Linked DNA regions of Drosophila melanogaster: region 1 is linked to region 2. The links are chromatin contacts, called in public Hi-C maps. All regions are on one chromosome and are shown on one strand. The core of a region is the stretch at or near the end of the contact, and the rest is flanking DNA. Distances in the headings are between cores, read along the strand shown.

Region 1 (4,086 bases), core at 816-3,315, 1.2 Mb after region 2:
ACCCGATTTAGTTTTCAATTTGGTTTGCTTTCGATTAATACAAAACCCGGCTTATCTGTGCTTCGTCACGATGAAATGGCTGCGGATTATGGCATGGGCACACCATCCATCCATGGAGTAGATTATTTATGTCTACGAGGGGTGCTAAACGCGACCCGATCGTAATGGAGTCTGTGTCTCAATACTCCAAAACAATAATAATTCCTGCAGCAGTACGAGGGATTCGGTGCGTGGTACAGGATGGCCTTATCTCTGGCCCGTAGTAATGCCCGTCTTCCCCAGTTTCTTTATAATGGTCATTATTAAATTGTATTATAAGAGTCAGCTCAAACAAAACAAAAGCAAGTCCCGAGTTAAAGTCGGTGGCTGATAAGCTACGATTTTCCACTCGCTATATAACACTGCGAGAAAAAATATACCAGATCTTATACAGATTTCAAATATGAAATTCTGTACATGATTAAAGCTAAACGTAGCAGGATAGTTTAAATGAAATGTAGTAATAGTATCTAAAATAACATGATGACAAGATAATAGGTTATTAAAATAGGTTATTAATAGTATCTTACAATCTTTGCCTCTGCATTCTTCTCAGTGCATTCCCTTTTCTCTTACCCACTCACTTTGGCCTTTTATCTTCTGACCACAAGGCATCTTCCGGACTTTGCTACTGCTACTACTGATAGTCCAGCACCCGCACCCGCACCCTTGCATCCTTATCGCAATGTCTCCTCCTCGACTCCTCCCCGCATGGGTGACCCGCACCCTGTGGCCAGGGCCTCCTCCTCTCCCTACTGGCTGGGTCGGATCTTGGTCTGCCCGGCGAGGCGCCGACTTAAAGTTTTCCGCCAGGTTATTTACCTCCTTATCTCGCCAGCATTGTTTTCGCCTCGTCACCCGCTCCTTGCTTCTGATTCGTCTGGTTTTATCAATGTTTCTGTTTGCAATATGTTTGTTCTCAGCTTTTTGTTATTGTTTCTTGATTACTGGTTCTCTTATCACGACGCGTGACGTCATAAGAGCCGGCATTTTGCTATTAGATAGGAATATCTTTACATTTTTTTATCGTTTTTTTTTGGAAACGTGCTTGCTTTTTAGTTTTTTAAAATTACCAGACTCTTTGGCATTTCCCTGGTGGGAAATAAACTTCATCATAAACTTCATCGAAAGGGGGGGTGTGTAGGGAGAATAGTAGGAGTGCCATAGATAGGCAAGGTCGTCTGCCAGGCTTTGTTATCGGTTTGGTTTAATGTAGATCAGTCTCTATTTATTGAGCGCAAAAAAAATGTTATATCTTTCATAAACCATCTTTACTAAACCGGAAAATATCTTAGATATAAAAGAGAAAAGTGGGATTTATATTAGGAACTTATATTTTTGATTTAGAAAAAGATTAGTTTGGAAGAGCTTGTATCTTTGAGAAATAATTAGAAATTGGGTATTTACAGGATTGGATCTGGGGGAATTTATATATATTTTTTTTTAGTAAGTTGGTTAAAGATCCTTTCTCTACTGTTTGGTAAGCATTCGAAACAGGAACTTATGTACATTCCGCTATAGTGGCCAGATTCCGAATGCTGTCGTCACCAAATCAAATCTGGCCAAAGCAGGCCAGATGATAAGGACCTATGGCATATACTCACCAAGTCGGAGAGCGAGAGTTGCCCCGATAAGGATAGTCGCGCGACCGACGCGTGATGCAACTTAATCAAATCGTGTTTTGGTATCGCCCACCCTGCCTCTCGCTCTATCTGTGCCAGCGTCCTGCTCGCTCCCGTGTGGCGTCCATGCGGCGGAGATGGCGCCTGTGGGGCTGGCAATCGTGGAATCGGAATCGGGCCCGGCTCAGATAGCCATATCTTGGCGGCGTCCAATCAGCGGAACCGGCGACAGCCAAACTACGCCAAAGTACCGAGTACACGGCGCAATGAGTTCGACGGTTGCGTCGCCGATAATAAGTACAATCGTTACTTTGCTGTTGTTGCGTTTTTGAAAAGGTGATATGAAATGTGCTCTGATAAGTTTTAATCAAGAATATTTTACTCGCATTGCTTTGGGTGGCTCCCGGCCGAGTAGCATTTGAAAAGTTGTAGTAGTAGGTCGGAGCTCGGATGCGGGTCTGGTCGGGTCCACTCCCAACCGAACCCATCCCGTGCCATCCCATCCTATCGATTGCATCCGGCACACCGGTGCGGATTCGTGGGTCGTGTCCCGGCGATTATCACCGTGATCTGTTGGGCGTGAAACCGAAGAAAACCCTTTGAGCGTGGAAAAATGTGAGGAAAGTTGCGCCGGCGCAAGGGAAATCCTTCAAACGTGTGTTTAACCACAAAAGCGACGTGAGTTTAACCAACATAATCGACGGTTGGGCGCCCGGAAAAGCCACCACCCGCCTCCTCATCGTTCCCCGAAAGAGTTGTGATCCGTCGGCGTGACCTGTGTGACACTTTCATTTGCCGGGTTAACGCCCCCTCAAAGTCCGGACAGTATCGAAACCGAAAATTTAACGCTTGCTTAGCGCCTGAGATCGCCAGATGCCCAGATGTCCGCGGCTCGGTCATCATCGATGAAAACCACATGGGCCGAACGAACGCCCCTCATAATGAGCGCAACGGATCCGAGCACTCGATTCTGGACCTAGCCACAATGGATTTTCAATCGCTGTCGGAATATGCATGGGAATCTGGCCATGGACAACTTGGTAAGTTTCACCAGACGATTTGTTGGCCTTCGGGGGAAGTTGCTCTCAATTGTCTTAACTAACATAAATAATACTAATGGAATGTTGCATATGTGCTAAATGAAGCTACATATGTACATAAATAAATGTCACATAATGTTTAGTCACAACTCTTGGGAAGACATAGTGTACGTATTATTATGAGTCATTGTATTCATTTTTTGCAAACAGTCATGATTTTAATGAGTTTTAGGCTTAAAATGGTTTCTAAGAATAAATATTTCAGTTCAAGTCGCAGTAAGATTATTAAATGTTGTGGAATGCATCCAAGCAAAAAGTGTCTAAGAAAATTTAAGGAATTGAAAAGGGACCGACAGGGAAAAGTAGGGAAAATTATGTCGATTACGAGAAACCAGCATGACGATCAACGAACCCAAAAAGCACAAAACTCCGGATCCCGTCCAGCCAAGGGGTGGGGCATTGCCTTACAGCTCCAGGCAGTGGCACCCAGCAAGTGCCCATATGCGTGCCCGAGTATATATTTTATATATATGTATGTGTATATATATATAAATATATAAGGAGGTTGAAACGACTGAAAAACAAAATGCGAGTCCAAACGATGGGTCCCGTTCCATGGTACCGCTGCCGATCCACTTGGCCCTGCGGTCGTTGAGTTGTGGCGACGACAACAACGAGGCCTTATCAACATCGACTTGTATGTATATGTATAATATATGTATGTGGGGAAAAAATGAAAAGAAAAAATTATTCAAGAAAAATAAGCATTTAAGAAAAGAATTTCAAAACAAATGAAATAAATGTAGTGGGGCCTTATACTATGTACCCATAAATTCATTGCTATACACACATGACTTCCTGCCATAGGTCAGCCATATTGAAAATTAATTATACAAAAAAAATATATATATATATATATATTGTATAACCACACACATATTATAGTCAAGCGAATTGTCGTAGTTAACCGACAATTGCCTTTTGTTGTTCAGCCAGTGATTTTCCAGGGAAACCCTGGATGCATCCCACACAGCCATCCGACTCCCCTGACACGTGCATCTCCATAGCGAAATGCATCCGCAAACAAGTGGGATTTACTTTTGGGTGCCGCGGAGGAAACCGCGACAATAAACACCGCAAAAACAAAAAAACCAAAACCAAAACCAAACCGAGGACAAACAACCAACAATGACGGACAGTCACATACATTAAACATTAACAGAACAAGTAAAGTAAAAATTGTAGTATAAAAGAATTTTTGTGAAATTCCGAAACGCAAACAAACTGTACGGCAAACAACAATCCACCAAAGACAAGATACAAGATACAAGACACTCGTGTTTGTCTTAATCGTTAATTGCTCTGGCCACGTCCCTATCCCAGTC
Region 2 (3,686 bases), core at 1,179-3,678:
AATGTATACTTTTATTTCCGGTTTGCCGCTTGCCATTTCGTTTTCATTTAGGCAGGCATTAAAATGTTATAATGGATAGAAAACTACGAAAAACGAGGAAAACTCAATGGCCATGACGCCGACGCAGGCAGCGCTGCTTTTGTCGAGACAGTCAGCAGACCCCCGCCCCACACATTCAAACACAAATACACACCACGCTCACACATACGCATAGATATGAACAAATTCCGCATTCGCTGCTCATTTTGTATGTAAATTATGCTTAATTATAATTTATAACTAATTATTTGGGGGCCCCCTTTTGGCTGACGGTGTTTTGCAACACTAAGCCCCGCTAGCACTCACACACTTGCGCTCTCTTTGGCTCTGCCCCATTGCGCGAGCGGGACCGAATGAGGCCTCAGCTGTCGCGGGCAAAGGGAATGCGCCAGGGCCAGAGCGAGATGGCATGCAATGGCCATAGCCAAGTGATGGCGAGACTTTGTATTTGCGAGCGTTTTAATGTGTGTGTGTGTGGGGTATGACTATGATAACCGGCTTCAAACGTAAAAAAAGATCCCAATTTGCCAAGTAACATTTCCACAACTTCGAGATATTACTAATGCTTTTGAGGAAGGCTGGGATGACTTTGAAAAAATATCGGGTTGTCAGGGCCTTGAACATTGGGGTGTAAAAAAGCATTTACTGGACAAGGACAAACGACGCGCAGGCACTTTAAAAATAATTATCGAAGCACGCACGCTAGAACCACTCTACCTAAATACATATATAAATATATATGCTTGGGGGCAGCACTATTTCTGAATTATCAGCGCAAAAAGTAGGGTTAGGTTAATTTTATACGCTTCTTGCTTTTGCTCTGTTTTATTTTTTGCTGGATCTTTCTGCGGCGCTGGCAGTGTGTGCGTTTATGTGTGACTGTTGCGAGGCTGAGAGTGTGTGCGAGTGCCGTGTACAGCGTGTATTGGGTAACAGCGCCCGTAGAGCTGCGAAAACTCCGCCGTATAGTTGCATTAATGTAAATGCATCCAGGTGCCCGGCACACACGCACACAAACAATGCACATTTGCATTGCACTTTCACGCACACGCATCGCACACACACTTATCCCACACTCTCGCAAAAGTAACGGAAGCGATGACTGCACTACACGTTGCCTTGCCCACCACACACACACATCCTTATACCTTTTTCACCACCCTCAAAATTTCTAATCTGCTCCTAATTACTAACTTATTAATTAAATGGTAACTCCACAGCTCATTTTCTCCCTTCCCTCTTGCACGCTTCTTTCCCCCCGCTTCTTCTTTCTTCTCCTCGGTTACTACCTACGTTTCACATTTCTTGCATAAAATTTTTCTCCCGTTGAAAACTGATGTCTGTTCGCTTTTTTTTTAGACTATCATTTTGGTGTATCGCAAAGGGTTCTGTTCTTTCTTTTTTTAGTCCGTTTCGCAAAGTTTTTTGAGATATTCCTTTTTTCACATACCTTATTGATTCTTTTTAACGCCATTTTCTGATTGAAATTTGATTTTCTGGGTTGTGTGTGTGTTTGGTTGGTTGTGTGTGTGTTTGGTTGGTTGTGTGCTGGTGTTGGTGTCTCGCGTATTTCTTTTGTTCTTCGCACAGAATTGGGTTTTATTCAATATATAATCCTCCTGCTTAGAATTGAACGAAAAACGAAACACAAAGCTGCGTTGCGCCTCTAGAACTTTGATGCTTAAATATGGCTCTTTCGGTTGAGTGTCCCTTGTCACGAAATAAAGCAGCACCAGCGCACTGCAAGTAAAAACGGCGACCCGACGAAGACTACGGCGACGATTATTTTTTCACAATCAATGCGGGGCCTTTCGACCGTTTGTGCGATAGAGACGACCGTTAGTGAGCTGAGAACGCAACGAAGCACAATCGTTACACCGAAGTGTAAGCCCGAGCGAGAGGAATGGTGTGTCTGTGTCGTGTGGTAGTGTTGTGAAGCGGAAGTCCAGCAGAGCAGTCCAGCTATATGACCTTTTCGCTAGGGGTGGCCAGATCGATTGGGTGGCAACGCCTTTTAGGTGAGGGATGAATCAGTTAATTACAATTTGATTGCCAATGCAAGACTCTTCATACTCACTTTAGTTCGGGAACAGCCAGAAGAAATAGTTTTACCGGCAGCGAGGAGGTGTTATATTTTATTCGAACTACCTTCTTATCGATGGTGCGTGCGCCCAAAAGCTTGCAACTTGTATGTAAATTTGTTAACACCCAACGTGTTGCAGGCTGCCGGAATGTTTTTACTGAGCAATTTTGAGATGTTGGTAATCCGAGTTCTTGAAAACTTTCCGACTAGCTACTGAGTTCTACAACTGAATTGACAGGGCGTTATTTTAAAATTTAAATTCACTCCAGAGCGCTGGTCTGGCAAGGCCGACGTGCCAATTCAGGATACTTGTCGATATTTTCCGTTGTGCTATCGATAGTTTTTGGGAATAACAGGCGTTAGTAGATTTTTAGTATTTAGATTTTATTATCATAAGGATGAAAATATTTTTAACAAAATAAACTGGTTCATTTAATTTAACTTTTTATTTTCTCACTACTCCAAATGGCGCTTCCGCTGTCTGAAACTGCCGTTATAATAGTATGAACAGTTAAAACAATCGACGGTAGCTGAATTTAATCAATGCAGCCCTCTTACCCTATACATCGATAGTATCGCATAAACATCGATTTTGGTTCCAGCTCTAACTTTAACTGTCTGCAAAATATTTCAAACAAAAGTGTTTGTTAATTAAGTAATATACTTAATATTAGTGGCTGTTTTGCTTCGACATTGATCGAATTGCGGTTGTGCAAGTGTTTTGTTTGATTTGTTGGCGTGTTTTTCCTAGTTTGGCGGCCCTTTGAACTCGTTCGTGTATCGCCATCTCTCTCCCACCCCCGCAATCGGCTTCGTGCGTATTTTTTTGTGAATTTTTACACAGAACTCACACTTTTGTATGGCCCAAGAATTTGTACAATATTTTTGCACTTGAAAAACAAGAAATAATGAAGAAAGCCAAGATAAACGCGACGATGTGCAAGTGCTAATCATTCAGTTTTGGCAAGCGCTGAACTTCGCTGACTTCTTGAACAGCAAAAAAGATGGAGGAGGATAATGCCAAGGTCCTAAGTAATAACAACAAGAACAACAGAAACAACAATAAGGGACGCCAGCAGCTGCAGGGACACGCCCACAGCTCCGCCACCGCCCACGCCTCCGTCGATATATTTATATTCGATTTATAGTAGCTGTAGTTGTAGTCATGCCAACAACAAAAACGCAAACACAGACAACAACAACTTGCAGCGAAGAGGAAGAAGCGGCGATAATACGAGAAAATTGCGATACGCCAATGGCGACCCCAGCAAATGCAACAACAGCAAACACAACAACTGCAGCACCCATAACAACAACAACAACAACAGTAAATACGCGCAGACAAGAAGAAGCAGCAGCAGTAGCTTCCACACCTAGTGTTACGAAAACGGCAACAACAACAAACATACTAGCCGCTGCAGCGGGATGCCACAAGCCGTTATTCTTCAGCCGCCGCTTTCAGGACAAACGGAACTTTAGCTCGCTACCGCTCTTCGTCTACGCGACCTCGCCATCAACGCACGCCCACTCAGCGGACGGAGTAGGCGTGGCCAAGGAGGCAGCC

The links. Hi-C and Micro-C count contacts between places; a contact is called where the count stands out from the background.
Region 1: a contact with region 2 is called in a Hi-C map of the Kc167 cell line, with 2.7 times the contacts expected there. A contact is called at or near these places in 6 of 107 Hi-C or Micro-C datasets (the Kc167 cell line, the S2 cell line, embryo and 1 more) and 1 of 7 datasets of targeted methods (the Kc167 cell line).

Annotation. Positions count from the first base shown.
Region 1 is chr3R:15,984,087-15,988,172 of dm6, forward strand. It overlaps srp (serpent), which reads left to right and starts at 2,066. Exons shown (of 8, transcript NM_001275690.1): 1 at 2,066-2,701. It overlaps lncRNA:CR44133 (long non-coding RNA:CR44133), which reads left to right and starts at 2,095. Exons shown (of 2, transcript NR_074017.1): 1 at 2,095-2,701.
Region 2 is chr3R:14,738,891-14,742,576 of dm6, forward strand. It overlaps eff (effete), which reads right to left and starts at 2,429. Exons shown (of 6, transcript NM_169601.2): 1 at 2,117-2,429; 2 at 1,490-2,050. The coding sequence starts at 1,513. It overlaps jvl (javelin-like), which reads left to right and starts at 2,692. Exons shown (of 6, transcript NM_142132.4): 1 at 2,692-3,686. The coding sequence starts at 3,288.